2 separate regions of the Mus musculus genome follow, and region 1 is linked to region 2. Evidence: chromatin contacts called from public Micro-C data. All regions are on one chromosome and are shown on one strand. The core of a region is the stretch at or near the end of the contact, and the rest is flanking DNA. Distances in the headings are between cores, read along the strand shown.

The links. Hi-C and Micro-C count contacts between places; a contact is called where the count stands out from the background.
Region 1: a contact with region 2 is called in a Micro-C map of embryonic stem cells, with 2.0 times the contacts expected there. The contact joins two enhancer-like sites. A contact is called at or near these places in 1 of 484 Hi-C or Micro-C datasets (embryonic stem cells), 1 of 115 datasets of contacts at active chromatin or transcription factors (pancreatic cancer cells) and 2 of 9 other capture datasets (adipose tissue and liver).

The regions. Positions count from the first base shown.
Region 1 is chr16:22,075,029-22,078,139 of GRCm38.p6, forward strand. Igf2bp2 (insulin-like growth factor 2 mRNA binding protein 2) reads right to left here. Exons shown (of 16, transcript NM_183029.2): 10 at 989-1,117. Among named protein-coding and RNA genes, the nearest start is that of Senp2, 67 kb to the left of the region's middle. Within about 2 kb of position 1,718, at least 118 of the 459 cell types and tissues checked have an H3K27ac peak or open chromatin away from gene starts, as enhancers often do. A contact at or near this core is called in embryonic stem cells, where this site is marked.
Region 2 is chr16:22,185,927-22,189,027 of GRCm38.p6, forward strand. No RefSeq gene overlaps it. Among named protein-coding and RNA genes, the nearest start is that of Igf2bp2, 24 kb to the left of the region's middle. Within about 2 kb of position 1,700, at least 9 of the 459 cell types and tissues checked have an H3K27ac peak or open chromatin away from gene starts, as enhancers often do. A contact at or near this core is called in embryonic stem cells, where this site is marked.

The DNA.
Region 1 (3,111 bases), core at 468-2,967, 110 kb before region 2:
CCAATCTGGTCTAAGAGAAAGCCATGGTGTTTAAATTGCATACATCATTTTCAACTGTAATTTCAGTTATCAAGGACTCCTAACTTTCAGATATGCTCTACAAGGCTCCTTATGCAGCCTCTATCCTAGGGAGTGATACATCTTTCAGTGTCTTTTTCAGTGCTAAGGTAGTTATCACACTTCAAAGCAAAGGGAAAGGATGTGACCCACATCCGGGTGCTTCAGCCACGACCCCTCCATTACAGACGCACATATAGTTAAGTGGTAGCTCCACCCTTTAGTTTAAGGGTGTTAAGCACAGTACTCCCAAACACCTCAGAAAAGTTTCTGGGAGCAAGCACCAATCAGCAAAGAGCTCACCCACTCACTGGATTCTCCCCGACGAAATGGTTTATACACAGGAGTAACAAAATCTGCCCACAAAATTCGTCCTTGTGTTTAGAGAAGAATAAGGTGGGGGAAGGTAGCTGCCACGTGTTCAGTGTCTTCAGCCTCCATTTGGTAATGTACTAATCTTGAATGATGTTTGTGAATAAGACTGACAAGCGGAAGACATACCATTCACATTCTGCTGAGAATTAAGGCTCAAACATCAGGCAGTGTGCTGTTTACATACAAACACTATGGTGTCTTCTTTCTATAAAGTATATTTCAGTTATGGACAAAGGTTGTACTAAATGACTAACACTCATGAATGTTGCTTGAACTAACAACTTATTTTTATAAAACACACCTCGAGTTACTGAAGCAGTGAGCAGTTCCTTCCTAGGTGGTATGACCCCATGTTTGAGAACACACGTTCAGAGCTTGGTTTGGTATTTTTTCCCCACCAGAAAAACTCTTATTCAAATTACAATCACTCATCAAGACTGCAAACAAAAGTGTTTGCCCTTCCTCAACATAAGAGAGTAGCTGTGCTGCCCCCCCCGGGGGGAGGGGGGTTGGGGGGTGCCAAGCACAGTGGTGTGGGGGACACCCAGTTACTTACAGCAAAGGGGTGATAGGGAGGACTGGGGGGAACTCCACGGGGCCCTGCTGGTGGAGGAAGCACAGACAGTCCAGTCGAAAAGATGCCAAGTGCACTGAGGTTTAGCCCTGGGATCAGATTGGCTTGTTGCTGGGAATAGAAAAGAAGACAAAAGATAAGGGAGAGAAGCCCAGGAGGCCAGGCTTGCTGCGGCCAGCCTCCATCCCCCCCAACCCCCTCATCTGCATAGCAATAGCATTTCAGTCAGCTCTACCCTGGTACAAGGACTTCCTTACCTCCTACTGAGAGCAGGCAACAAACCTCAGCCTGACAGTTGCATTTCTTCAAAGCTTCCTGGGCAACCTTGGGTATAACTAGGTCTTATTGCAATCAATGATGTCACTAGCTGCTTTCCTGCTAAGCCTTGGCCCCCACCCCACCAATTCTTCTCCCATCTCAGCTCTGGACTCTTGTGCCCTGCTGTTTGTCCCCCTCCCCTTCCTCAGTGTCTAGTACTTCCATTTCCTCAAAGATACAAGATGGAGTCACAGGGCTCAGAACCTTGCTCCTGCCTCACTTGAGGTCAGCGACTGTTTAGAGCTGTATTCAGTGTCTGCTATGCTATTACTCAATAAATATTTGTTGAATGGAAAAAAAAAAACCAGTCTTTTCTAATTACCCACGGGTGAGTCAGAGCCCACACTAGCACTGGCACACAGGCAAATCTCACATCTGATTGGATGACAGTGCCTTTTTGTCACTTAGCTGCAGCTTCAAGATCATGTTACTTCACATCTCAACCTAGGGCTGGAGGCGGAGAAATGTCTCTAAGCTGGCCGGTACCCAGCCCGCTCCAACCCTTGGCCTCCTGAACATGAAGCAATCATCTTAGATTTTCTGTTTGTTTCTCTGTGGGTAAAGTCACCCTGGAAAGTGCCCCTTTATGTAAGCATGCAGAAGAGCAAACTTCACCATCACCTCGAGTTGTATGTTAGGACCTGGTGATTTGGTGACTTTGCTCACAGAGCATGGATTTGGCACGGATATCTAGTGCCATATTCTGATACGGTGACGTGAGGCGCACTGATGCCTCTTCTGAGAACATCCAGATTCCATGGAAAGAGATGTTCAGCAAAGTCCACAAGAGCTAGATGGCGAGATGTATCTACACAGGAGGACGCGCCTCTCTCTCCCTCCTCCCCATCCTGTCCTACAACTACTGTGCGGTATGGGTGATCAGGTGGGGCTGCAGAGGTGTGGGATAGACTGATGCCCCTATACAGAGTGCTGCTGTCAGAGAGTGGGGCTGCACCAGGCCACTGTGGCAATATTTGCTTCTCTGTGAGATGTGGGGATGAAGTAGTAGATGAAGATTCAAATGAAGGTCAATGAGTTAATATTGGCTGACCCTTTCCATTCTTAGAAAATTATAGTGAAAAATTAAAGATTTTCACTCTTCTGAGTTGAGCCTTGCTGATGAATAAATATTTTTAGACAATTACAAAGTGAGAGTTAAGTAACAGAAAGAATGTATACTCTTCTACAAGTGACACAGAGCATTCAAGTGGGTGACAGCATTTACTAGAGTGCCAACCAGGGAGCAAGAGATGTTAGTGAGTCAGCCGGGCATGGTGGCGCACGCCTTTAATCTCAGCACTCAGGAGCCAGAGGCGGGGGATTTCTGAGTTTGAGGCCAGGCTGGTCTACACAGTGAGTTCCAGGACAGCCAGGGCTATACAGAGAAACCCTGTCTCGAAAAACAAAAAAACAAAAACAAAACAAAACAAAAAAAAAGAGATGCCAGTGAGAAGTGAGCCCCTTCTTCTCTCCCACAGGCAGCCTGAAATGCCTGCTTCAAATAGCCCTCAGCTTTAGTCCCTGAGCAGCCCAGGCTAGACAAGGTCTCTGTGCCCTGAGGTGGCATTTGTTTCTGACCCTGCATAATGAACTCTAGGCCTTATGTATGCTGTATGTAATATGTGATATTACCACAGAAGAGCACCTCCAGCTCGGTGGATACAGTTAAATGAATGAATGAATGAATAAACGAACAAACAAACAAACAAATGGAAAAGGGTCTCCCTACGTATCCCCAGATGGTCTGGAACTCATTATGTAGACCAGACTGGCCTCAAACTCATAGA
Region 2 (3,101 bases), core at 450-2,949:
CTCGGGGCCTTCAGTTGCATAAGTGACGTCCACTGCCAGGCATCCTTAGCCCTTGGGATTGTGAACTATCCAACTCAGTTACTTCTAGAAACACTCTCTAAAGTCAAGGGGACATAGAACAGGGTCAGAATTAGTGCTTTTGATAACAGACCCAAGCAGGCTTTCTGAGGTGCGTTATTAACTAAATGAAACACAACATTGCTTGGAAATCAGCAAACTGCTCTGGGTAGTGTACTGTATACCAATAAGCCCTGCACACGGAGGCACAGACAGAAGAATGGAAGGTTCCAGGTCTTCCTGGGTTTCAAAGTAAGATCTGCCTCAAAGCAATCAAGGACTGGGACTGTAGCTTGGTAATAGAGTGCTTACGTAGTATGCATGAGGCCCTGGGTTCCATCTCTAGCCCTGCAATAATAACCATAATAAATAAAGTCTTTAAAAACGAAGAAGAGCTGGGCAATGGTGGCACATGCCTTTAATCCCAGCACTTGGGAAGCAGAGGCAGGTGGATTTCTGAGTTGGAGGCCAGCCTGATCTACAAAGTGAGTTCCAGGACAGCCAGGGCTATACAGAGAAACCCTGTCTCGAAAAAAAACAAAAAACAAACAAACAAAAACGAAGAAGAAATGATATAAATCCAAGATCCTGACTCCAAGCTGCTTTCTCCCTGTGAACTTGAAACTGGACTTGTTCCTTTAATCTGAGTTTCAGTCACTTGCAGAACTCTGGCTGGATCTGATGGCCATTTAGGAGGTATAGTACAGGTTAGTTTTTTTTGTTGTTGTTGTTTTTTTTTTTGTCAACTTGACACATGCTCCAGTTATCTAGGAGCAGGGAACTTCAGATTGACTGGTAGGCGAGGGAAGCTTGTAGGGCAATTTTTATTTATTTATTTATTTATTTATTTATTTATTTATTTATTTATTTTGATTAGTGTTGGTTGTGGGAGGGTCTAACCCAGGGATAGATTTCCAGTAGGGAATGACCAAAAGAATGGAAAACAAAAACAAAGCAAAACAAAACAAAACAAAACAAGACAAAACAGAAAAGCCTAAATTCGAAGGGTTCATGACATAATTCTGACTTTAGTGACCTTCATACCTTAGAGCACACAGTGGTGCTCCATGAACCTGGAGGGACATGAAAGAGGTCAGGATGCAGGTGGTCAGGCAGTCTCCAGAGCATCCTTGAGAGCGTCAGCAGGGCTCCCAGCCATGGGCCACCCTTGTAGGACGGTGAAGGCAGCCTGGTTCCTGGTTGAGCTAAGGTTAGAAACCCCGGTGACCCTAAAGGGGCGGCAGGTGTTTTGCCTGGTTCCTGGACACTAGGGGGTGGGGGGAGAGAGTAAGATTTTTTTTTTTTAAAGATTTATTATATGTAAGTACACTGTAGCTGTCTTCAGATACTCCAGAAGAGGGCGTCAGATCTTGTTACAGATGGTTGTGAGCCACCATGTGGCCGCTGGGATTTGAACTCCAGTCCTTCGGAAGAGCAGTCAGGTGCTCTTACCCACTGAGCCATCTCACCAGCCCGAGAGTAAGGTTTTACTCATCCACTTTCCACCATGACAATAAATGTCTTAAAACCGCGGACTGCCTCTTTTTATGGAGATCCGCCATGGGGCGCAGTGGAGAAGGCTTTCACTTACAGAGCCGCTGTCTAACCTGCCAGTAACCACTAACCTCCTCTTAGTGCCCCCAGCCAAGGCTTCCACCAAGCAAAGCCCAAACCTACCGCTGCCAACAAGCCAAGGACTCTATCCCCGCCGGATATATCCAGAGCTCCCCTCTTTTCCCCCTTGGCCCAGGGCCACATCCAGGCCTCGGGCCCCCACTCTGTTCTCAGCTCTTCCGCAGCATCCAGCGGCACCTGGGTGCCAAAGAGCCTGGATGAGAACCAGATGGCCCTGGCCTCATCGCAGGCCGCGGGATCCCCCAAGCCAGCTCCAGCTGTCCCCCGGTACCTTAGACTGTGCTTCCTCACACCCGGAGCGGTGCCCTGAGGCTTCCCATAGCTTCCCATAGCTCGACAACTGGCAACTGACAACTGCCTGGCAACGACGTGGGGTAAGCTCGGTCAGAACTCCTGTGTCCTGCCTCCTCCAGCAGCCCGAGCCCTGTGGCAGAGCAGACGCAGGACGCCACTAACCCTAAAAACCCTGAGGATGGTGTTCCCAGGCAGCACTCTGAACTTTTACAAGCTCCATCTCAGGGTCTTTCTCTCTGCATCAGTGACGCTTTAAAGGGTGACTGCAATCCCGGAGGGTTACATCTGCTCTTTTGGTACACAGAAGACGTTTCCTCCTAATGCCACTTCCTCACGATTATCTTTTAAGCCTGTCCCTAATATCTTTTTTTTTTTTAACTTTTTTAGGGCCGGGCGTGGTGGCACACGCCTTTAATCCCAGCACTTGGGAGGCAGAGGCAGGTGGATTTCTCAGTTCCAGGCCAGCCTGGTCTACAAAGTGAGTTCCAGGACAGCCAGGACTACACAGAGAAACCCTGTCTCGAAAAACAAACAAACAAACAAAAAACCTTTTTATTAGTTCTTTGTGATTTTCATATCATGCACCCCAATTCCACTCATTCCCCCCCCCCCCACCTCGTACCCACAGTCTACCCTTGCAACCTCCCCTACAACAGAGAAAAGAAAAAAAAAAAAACTCTCATTGTGGAAGCTGTAGTGTGTCACAGTGTGTCCCACAGTACACCCTTTTGTCCACACTAATTTGCTTGCAAATGTACATTGCAATGAGTTGTTGGTCTGGCATGAGGCCTTATCATTGCCCTGTGTCATGGAGAGCTGTAGTTTTAGATCTGCAGGACCAGCCCCTTCACACATGTCAGCAGTTCCAATGATCTAGATGTTGGGGTGAACAAATTCAAAGCTCTGGATCCTATCTGTCAGCCTGCCAGGTCTCCTGCACCCACATACTGGGGTGAGCTCTTCTGGCCTGCCCTTGCTGGTCCATCCAATACTATAACCAATAAGGGGTAGAGCCGGCTCTCCTGAGAGCATCTGTGCCCACACCATCAGACCAGCTCTACCATCAGACAGCCCAGGTGAGGGTTGAGTGCAGGTGAGCCTGGGTGCTGCAGCAG